2 separate regions of the Hordeum vulgare genome follow, and region 2 is linked to region 1. Evidence: chromatin contacts called from public Hi-C data. All regions are on one chromosome and are shown on one strand. The core of a region is the stretch at or near the end of the contact, and the rest is flanking DNA. Distances in the headings are between cores, read along the strand shown. Region 1 holds the start of LOC123403362 (cytochrome P450 87A3-like). Region 2 holds the start of LOC123403521 (probable methyltransferase PMT15).

Region 1 (3,699 bases), core at 1,153-3,652:
AAACCTGCCACCTCCATGGATTAAAAGCCAATGGGTCCTCATAGATTTCGGGATTTAAATGCACTGCTGGAGGGCACACCATGACTGCCCACCCTGCTGGAATAGTGTAGCCTGCATCCAAAGGAGGAGAATGCAAAAAAACATTAGATTTCTTAAACTCACGCCATGAACCAAGAAGTGTCTTTATTCAAACATGGCATGGCATCCACCACTCACTCAATGTACCTTTGAATTCAATGTCTTGCAAGGCCTTCCGAAAAATCCCGGGCACGATGTTGGCTATCCTTGCTATCTCCAACGTGACCTTCATGACCAAAGGATGCACAGAGGTGGGAGTGTCAGTTTCATCAGTCCTTCAGAGGCTCTAAGTCAAGTGTCGATAATTTCTTCCTCGATCTCGTTTCTTTTACTTTTGTTATCAAGATGATAACTAGTACTAACATATATATATCTTCTCTCTCGTGGACTATGCATTTGGTCACTCAGGTAGGGAGCACAAAGCATGCCACTTGCATAATCGCATCTGGTCTGTCAAGGTTCCTCAAAACCTTGCCACTATCACAGTGCAGCCCTAACAGCCATTCGTTAGCCATTGTTACGTCGAGTAAATCATTTCTTAATTAATCGTGCAATTTGCATCATAGCTTAGCTAGGTACGTAGTCCCGGTTAGGCTCACCTGAGAGGTGAAGGTCATGGACTTGTACTCTGCCCACGTGAGGCCGGCATCCGGGTCCTTCCTGTCCCTAACGATCGCCTCGTGCTCCTCCTGACCACACAAAGATCGTCAATTGTTATTTTGCACACAAGCAGCTTAAGCCTGGTTGCCTTGCCGCTGCACACAAACATCGATTCGAGATCGATAGACGTAAAGTCACATGCAGTTTATACATGACCACTAACCGTTAGCGCGTCGAGCACCCTCGGGTTCTCGGTAATGAGCCTGATGCCTAGCGTGAGGGCCAAGGCAGTCGTCTCGAAGCTCGCGAAGAGGAGCACGAACATGAGGTCCAGCGCCACCGTCTCGGTAAGCACGGGCTTCTCCCTCCTCAGCTCCTCGATCATCACGTCGAGGAAGTCCTGGCGCTGCCTCCCCTGGTCCGCCATCCTCTCCCTCATCATCCTCTTGAGCACCTTCATGGCGTTCCTTCTCCCCTGCACAGACATGCAATTGCAGCTCCGTCAAGCGTTCCGGGCAGATCAGAGAAGCTTAACGGAGTGGGTTCCGCGAGAGCAGCCATTTGACTGGTCGTATGTTGACTTGACAGGCATGTGCAGTTTTGTGCACTACGTACGCTTGTCAAGAAGCCTTTGTGGCTTTGTGCGTACCTTCATGCACTCATGATACGCTGTGCCGGGGATGTTCACCGGGAACGAGATAAGCCCCCTGATGAAGGCCACGAAGTTCTTCCTCAGGCTCTTGGACGACTTGGTTGGCTCGTAACCGATCAGCTTCTTCGCGGTAATGTCAAAGATCATCTAGGACAAGGAACAAACAGGAGATGCACATCAGCAATGATCTCTCTAACCTGATGATGTTAAACGTAGTACCAGGTAGTTCATGTACTGAACATGGCCTTACTGTGGAGAGACCGTCCTTGAGCTCGACGCTCGGCTGGCCAGCCCAGGAGGCAAGGGTGGCGCGGCAGGCAGTGTCGGTGTCGGCGAGGAGCACAGCCCGGAGGTTCTCCTGGCCGTACAGGCGGAGCACGAGGGTCTTGAGGTACTTGTACATGAACCCGTGCAGGGAGCCGACGTTGTCACGGCCAAAAATCTCGGTGAACGTGGCCGGGTACCAGCTCTCGAACAGCTTTCCTTCCTGCTGGAAGATGTAGTGGTTAAGGTCCGGGTCTGCCGACACCACCACCGCCCGGCCGACGACGCTGGTCTTGAAGATGGTACCGTACCTATGCACACGCATTCAATCAATGTCAGAGAGCAAGCTCAGTCTCATGCGTACTTACTCCAATAGTCCAATGTGATCATGAACTGATTGGGTTTGGATGCTGGCACCGTGGTGCATAACGGTGGTACTACATGTGGTTAGCTAGCTACCCTACCTGTTCACCCTATCCTTGACAAAGGGGGAGACGTCGCAGGTAGGATTAGGGGCGAAGAACTGCATGGTCTCGCCGAGGAGAGGGAGCCCGAGGGAGCCCGGAGGCAGCCGGCCGTTCGCCTTGGGGTGGCTCCATCTGTACGCCCACAGGATAGAAGCTACCGCCATGGCCAAGGCAAAAACCCATAGTGTTTCCATGGAGGACCCCAAGCTGCAACTAAAGACTAGTACTGCTGTATCGGCCGACCCTATATATTAGATTAGGTCAAGAGCAATGGCGGTGCTCGAGAGAGAGAGAGAGAGAGAGGAGAAGCTAGCGCAAGATATGGCTAGCTGCAACAAGTACGGGGAGCTATGTTGGGAGATTTGCCTCGCCTTATATAGTGGTTTCGTCGGAAATGCCGCGGGAGGCCGCCAGGCAGGAACTTAAACAATTGGGAGGAGGAGAATTATTGCTGCAGAGAGTGTTTATCTTTTTGACGGGGAAGAAATTCTTGCAAGCTTGCGCAGGATCTGCTCTCGTGTGCTGTGGTGTTATGTTCCGACGACTGTGCTACCCGCCACAGGGGTCAAGCTGTTGTGTTCTGAACTTTTTAGAGTGGTTACATCTTTAAGGCTGGCCATGTCCGAGTCCGAGTGCGTGCATGATTCAGGATAAAAGCATGTACAGCTAGCAATGTATTTGCCGGCTGTTCTCCGGACCACGAGTTGTTCTTTTGGCATCTGTTAGGTGATTATTAGGCGAGACGCCAAGCTATGCGCTTGGGTTTCGAATGGTCCGTGTGTGGCTGTGTGTCCTTCCATTTTGCCTTTCTGTTGGACAGTACTACGTACATATAGGTTCAAAATACAGATGTCAATTAGTTCGACAGAATCAAACGGTTCGGTAGGAATGCAAATGTCTGTTTGTATTTGGAAGAAACAATAGTTATGAACTGTCAAGACTAGGCTGCCCCATGTAAACTCTGTGGATAAGAAACTACGAAAACCTGGCGGGGCATGGTAGAACAGTAGAAGAAAATGGTAGAATATCCACCGGCACACAAAAGATTGTCAAATGCCCATCGACAGCGAGTCAACACTTGTTTTTATTATCGGCCGCTTTTGGCCTGTTGCTGTGAGCATCAGAGCATGCATCGATCTAGTAAGACGTCGCAATCACAAGTGGTACGTACGTACCGGCAAAGTGCAGAGAGGTACATGTTCTTTCGTTCCGGACTATCTTATGCATATAAATCTGCTTGTGCTGGCCCTGAATTCAGCACACAGTAGCTAGGATGCCATACGCACAGCAGATCGACATGAATCTTCCATGAACGTCATACGACCTGTCGTTGGGACGACCGATCCATCCATCCATCGATCGATCACGCGTGAACTTGCATTGTCACGTCAGGTTTAAGTGTGCGTGCCCGTGACAAGTGGTTCCACGCACGCACGGCCACGTAACGTACATGCATGCCGCCATTTTTTGTCAGCATGTTTGTCGGTCGACACGGTCGTATCGAGCTGGCAGGGTCGCCTTCCTCCAGATGTTCATGCATGCACCTTGCTTTCCTTACGTGCGTACGTGCATGCATACATACACGTGTGCTCGTTCGTGCAGGGGTATTGCACCGTCCTATCAGTTCTCCCCATTGAT
Region 2 (3,666 bases), core at 67-2,566, 200 kb after region 1:
TTACTCGTACTAGATGTAGTTCATAGTTGCATAATTCACAGGTTTAGGTGAAAATTTGAACAATGTGCTATGTACTGCACTTTGTTCAACATTCTGCAGTTTCTTCTCTCTAGTACTACTACTATCTGAGTAACTGACGGACCTGTTTGTCCTCGGCTGAGCAAGAGATGTTCGTGTTTCCATTTCTAATACTACCACAAGAATCGGTTTCGAGCAAGCAATCCATTCTAAACCTAGTTAATTAAGAAGCTTGGTAACTTACCCCGCAGCCGGTGTCGAGCGCGGTGCGGATGGAGCCGTCGTGGAGCGGGATGAGCTTCCCGATGTCGTCGATGTAGGCGTCGGCGCCGTGCGGGAACATGGTCCCGCCGCCGGGGAACCGGAGCTTGTCCCCGTCGACGCGGATCCAGTTCTGCACCGCCTTCTCCACGGTGAGCTCCTTGTGCGGCACGTTGGCGAACCACGCGACGTCCCGGCTGGCCGGCCACGGGAACGGGTTGCGGTACCCGGCCGGCGCCGGCACCAGGCACCGCAGCCGCTCGCGCCCCGAGGGGCAGTGCCGCTCCCGGTACACCAGCCGGTCCCGCGGGTACCGCAGCGACCGCTTCACGTCCTCGCACGGCGTGTACTCCGAGTACTCGGCCGGGCACGCCGGGTACCTCCGCGGCGCCGAGGATGCCGAGGACGCGGCCCTGGCCGCCACGGCGTCGACCGCCGCCGCGTGGTGCGCGGAGAAGTCGAGGGACGGAGTGGTGGTGGTGGTGGTGGTGGTGGTGGTGGAGGGGGTGAGGGTGGTGGTGCAGGAGATGTCGGTGGCGATGGTGACGGAGCGGGAGGGAGAGGAAGGGGAGAAGCCGCCGCCGTGGTGCCAGGCGCCGAGGAGGTAGGAGGCGGAGCAGAGGAGGGCGACGGCGGCGAGCGGCAGGAAGAAGGAGCGCCGGGCGCCGGAGTGGGTGGGCGGGATGTGCAGCTTGGTGGCCGCCGAGCGGACCCCCATTGCTCCTTCCTCGCTCTGCTCGGAGCCCGGTGGTGTCGTCCTCTGCTCGCTTCTCAGTGCCCACTTCACTCTGGCTTCGTCGGTGTGGTCACTGAGCTGGTAGCCCTGCCCGTTAGGTAGCGGCGAGGCGGGGGCATCACACGGCTGTGAATAGCGCGTTTGATTTCCTCGACTGTGCGTGGATTAGGTAGTGATTACGGGTGAACGTCACCCGTAAACATCAAGGATTTCACCACGCATCGCTCTGTAATTCCGTGTTGTTCTCAAGAATGTTCAGCTCGTGAGGCCACTGGATCTCGATGCTCATGTGATTTGCTCACTGCACACCATCGTAAGCTTTTGTTATTTGTCTTTACTGCTCATCGCCGGTGGCTCTAGCACGTGATGGAAACATTCGCCGAGCTCAAGTATAAACAAGTAGCAAATTTTTTTGGACAGGAAGTGTAACTACTGAGCTATGATAGTGGTAAGAGCAAAGAAAATAATATAACTAACCGTTGGCTATGGCGTACTAGACCCAAGTACGGCTTTAGAGCAATCTGCCGGATGTCGTCTATTCCCGATTCGTAAAAAGTTATTAATATTTTTGTGACAAATATCTATATATGATCTACAATTCAAATTGTTGAACGGAATCTATATCTCCCCTAATCTTCCCTAATAATAAGGCAGCTACTGCTTCTGCCGTACGTCGTGGATATTTTGCAAAAAAAAATACTTGTCTTTTCAAATAATTAACCCGCAGTCCCTCTTTAAGTGACTAACCAGGAAAACATTTCGTTCTTACAAAAAGAACCTCGTGTTTTGGAGTATTCCATCCGAGATCCTTCTATTAAGATAAGGTTTCGGTGGTCACGGGCTCACGGCCGAGGTGAGGAGGCTGGAGTGCGCCCCGGTGCCGGCGCCGGCTCGGCTGGTGCAGCACGCGCCGAGGGCTCTCGTGGTGCTGACGGAGGCGAGGCGGCCGGACGTGGGGCCGTCGGAGGCCGCGTGCGTGGACGAGAGGGCGGACGACTTCATCAACAAGTTCTGGCAGCAGCTGCAGCTGCCGGCCGCGAGGAAGCCGGCGAGCAAGACGGGCAACGAGGCGGAGAAGGCGGCCAGGGCGAAGGTGGCGACCAAGAAGGCGGTCACGACCGAGGTGAGGAGGCTGGAGCGCGCCCCGGTGCCGGCGCCGGCTCGGCTGGTGCAACACGCGCCGAGGGCTCCCGCGGTGCTGACGGAGGCGCATCTCTGCCCGCTGGCCGCCGCCGTCGCATCTCTGCCCGCTGGCCGCCGCCGCCGCATCTCTGCACGCTGGCCACCGCCGCCGCATCTCTGCCCGCTGGCCAGCCATGTCTCCTTCCAATCCCGGGAAGGAATTCAGGGACCTGGTGCTCAGGAGCAGCGAGCTCGCCACGCTCGCCGCCATCTTCCACTTCAGGTACAAAAATAAGAATCTGAGCTCCCTCTGAAGATGGGAGGGAATGCAGTCAACAGTTAACTGAATTTCTTGTTCTGCTCTGGTCTGAGTGTGACTGACAACTACATTTGTTTATTTCTCTTGCTCTCTTGGCTGCTCCAGCGGCACCAAGCCGAGCTACCTTGGCGTGCAGAAGAGCTGACCCCCCGCATCGAGGTGGGTCTCTCCCGGCCATGGTTGCGACCACCCTCTCCTTCACCATCCTGCGTGTTGGAATTATGCCCTAGAGGCAATAATAAATATAGTTATTATTATAATTCCTATATCAAGATAATCGTTTATTATCCATGCTATAATTGTATTGAAAGAAGACTCATTTACATGTGTGGATACATAGACAAAACACCGTCCCTAGCAAGCCTCTAGTTGGCTAGCCAGTTGATCAAAGATAGTCAGTGTCTTCTGATTATGAACAAGGTGTTGTTGCTTGATAACTGGATCACGTCATTAGGAGAATCACGTGATGGACTAGACCCAAACTAATAGACGTAGCATGTTGATCGTGTCATTTTGTTGCTACTGTTTTCTGCGTGTCAAGTATTTATCCCTATGACCATGAGATCATATAACTCACTGACACCGGAGGAATGCTTTGTGTGTATCAAACGTCGCAACGTAACTGGGTGACTATAAAGATGCTCTACAGGTATCTCCGAAGGTGTTGGTTGAGTTAGTATGGATCAAGACTGGGATTTGTCACTCCGTGTGACGGAGAGGTATCTCGGGGCCCACTCGGTAATACAACATCACACACAAGCCTTGCAAGCAATGTGACTTAGTGTAAGTTGCGGGATCTTGTATTACAGAACGAGTAAAGAGACTTGCCGGTAAACGAGATTGAAATAGGTATGCGGATACTGACGATCGAATCTCGGGCAAGTAACATACCGAAGGACAAAGGGAATGACATACGGGATTATATGAGTCCTTGGCACTGAGGTTCAAACGATAAGATCTTCGTAGAATATGTAGGATCCAATATGGGCATCCAGGTCCCGCTATTGGATATTGACCGATGAGTCTCTCGGGTCATGTCTACATAGTTCTCGAACCCGCAGGGTCTGCACACTTAAGGTTCGACGTTGTTTTATGCGTATTTGAGTTATATGGTTGGTTACCAAATGTTGTTCGGAGTCCCGGATGAGATCACGGACGTCACGAGGGTTTCCGGAAACAAAGATTGATATATAGGATGACCTCATTTGAT

What was found. Hi-C and Micro-C count contacts between places; a contact is called where the count stands out from the background.
Region 2: a Hi-C map of seedling shows a contact between it and region 1, with 3 times the contacts expected there. The contact joins the promoter of LOC123403521 here to the promoter of LOC123403362 in region 1. A contact is called at or near these places in 3 of 6 Hi-C or Micro-C datasets (leaf and seedling).

What each region holds. Positions count from the first base shown.
Region 1 is chr6H:435,728,633-435,732,331 of MorexV3_pseudomolecules_assembly, forward strand. LOC123403362 (cytochrome P450 87A3-like) reads right to left here and starts at 2,403. Exons shown (of 9, transcript XM_045097301.1): 1 at 2,059-2,403; 2 at 1,581-1,905; 3 at 1,328-1,477; 4 at 902-1,153; 5 at 678-767; 6 at 226-304; 7 at 5-111. The coding sequence starts at 2,255.
Region 2 is chr6H:435,934,222-435,937,887 of MorexV3_pseudomolecules_assembly, forward strand. It overlaps LOC123403521 (probable methyltransferase PMT15), which reads right to left and starts at 1,317. Exons shown (of 6, transcript XM_045097453.1): 1 at 263-1,317. The coding sequence starts at 997.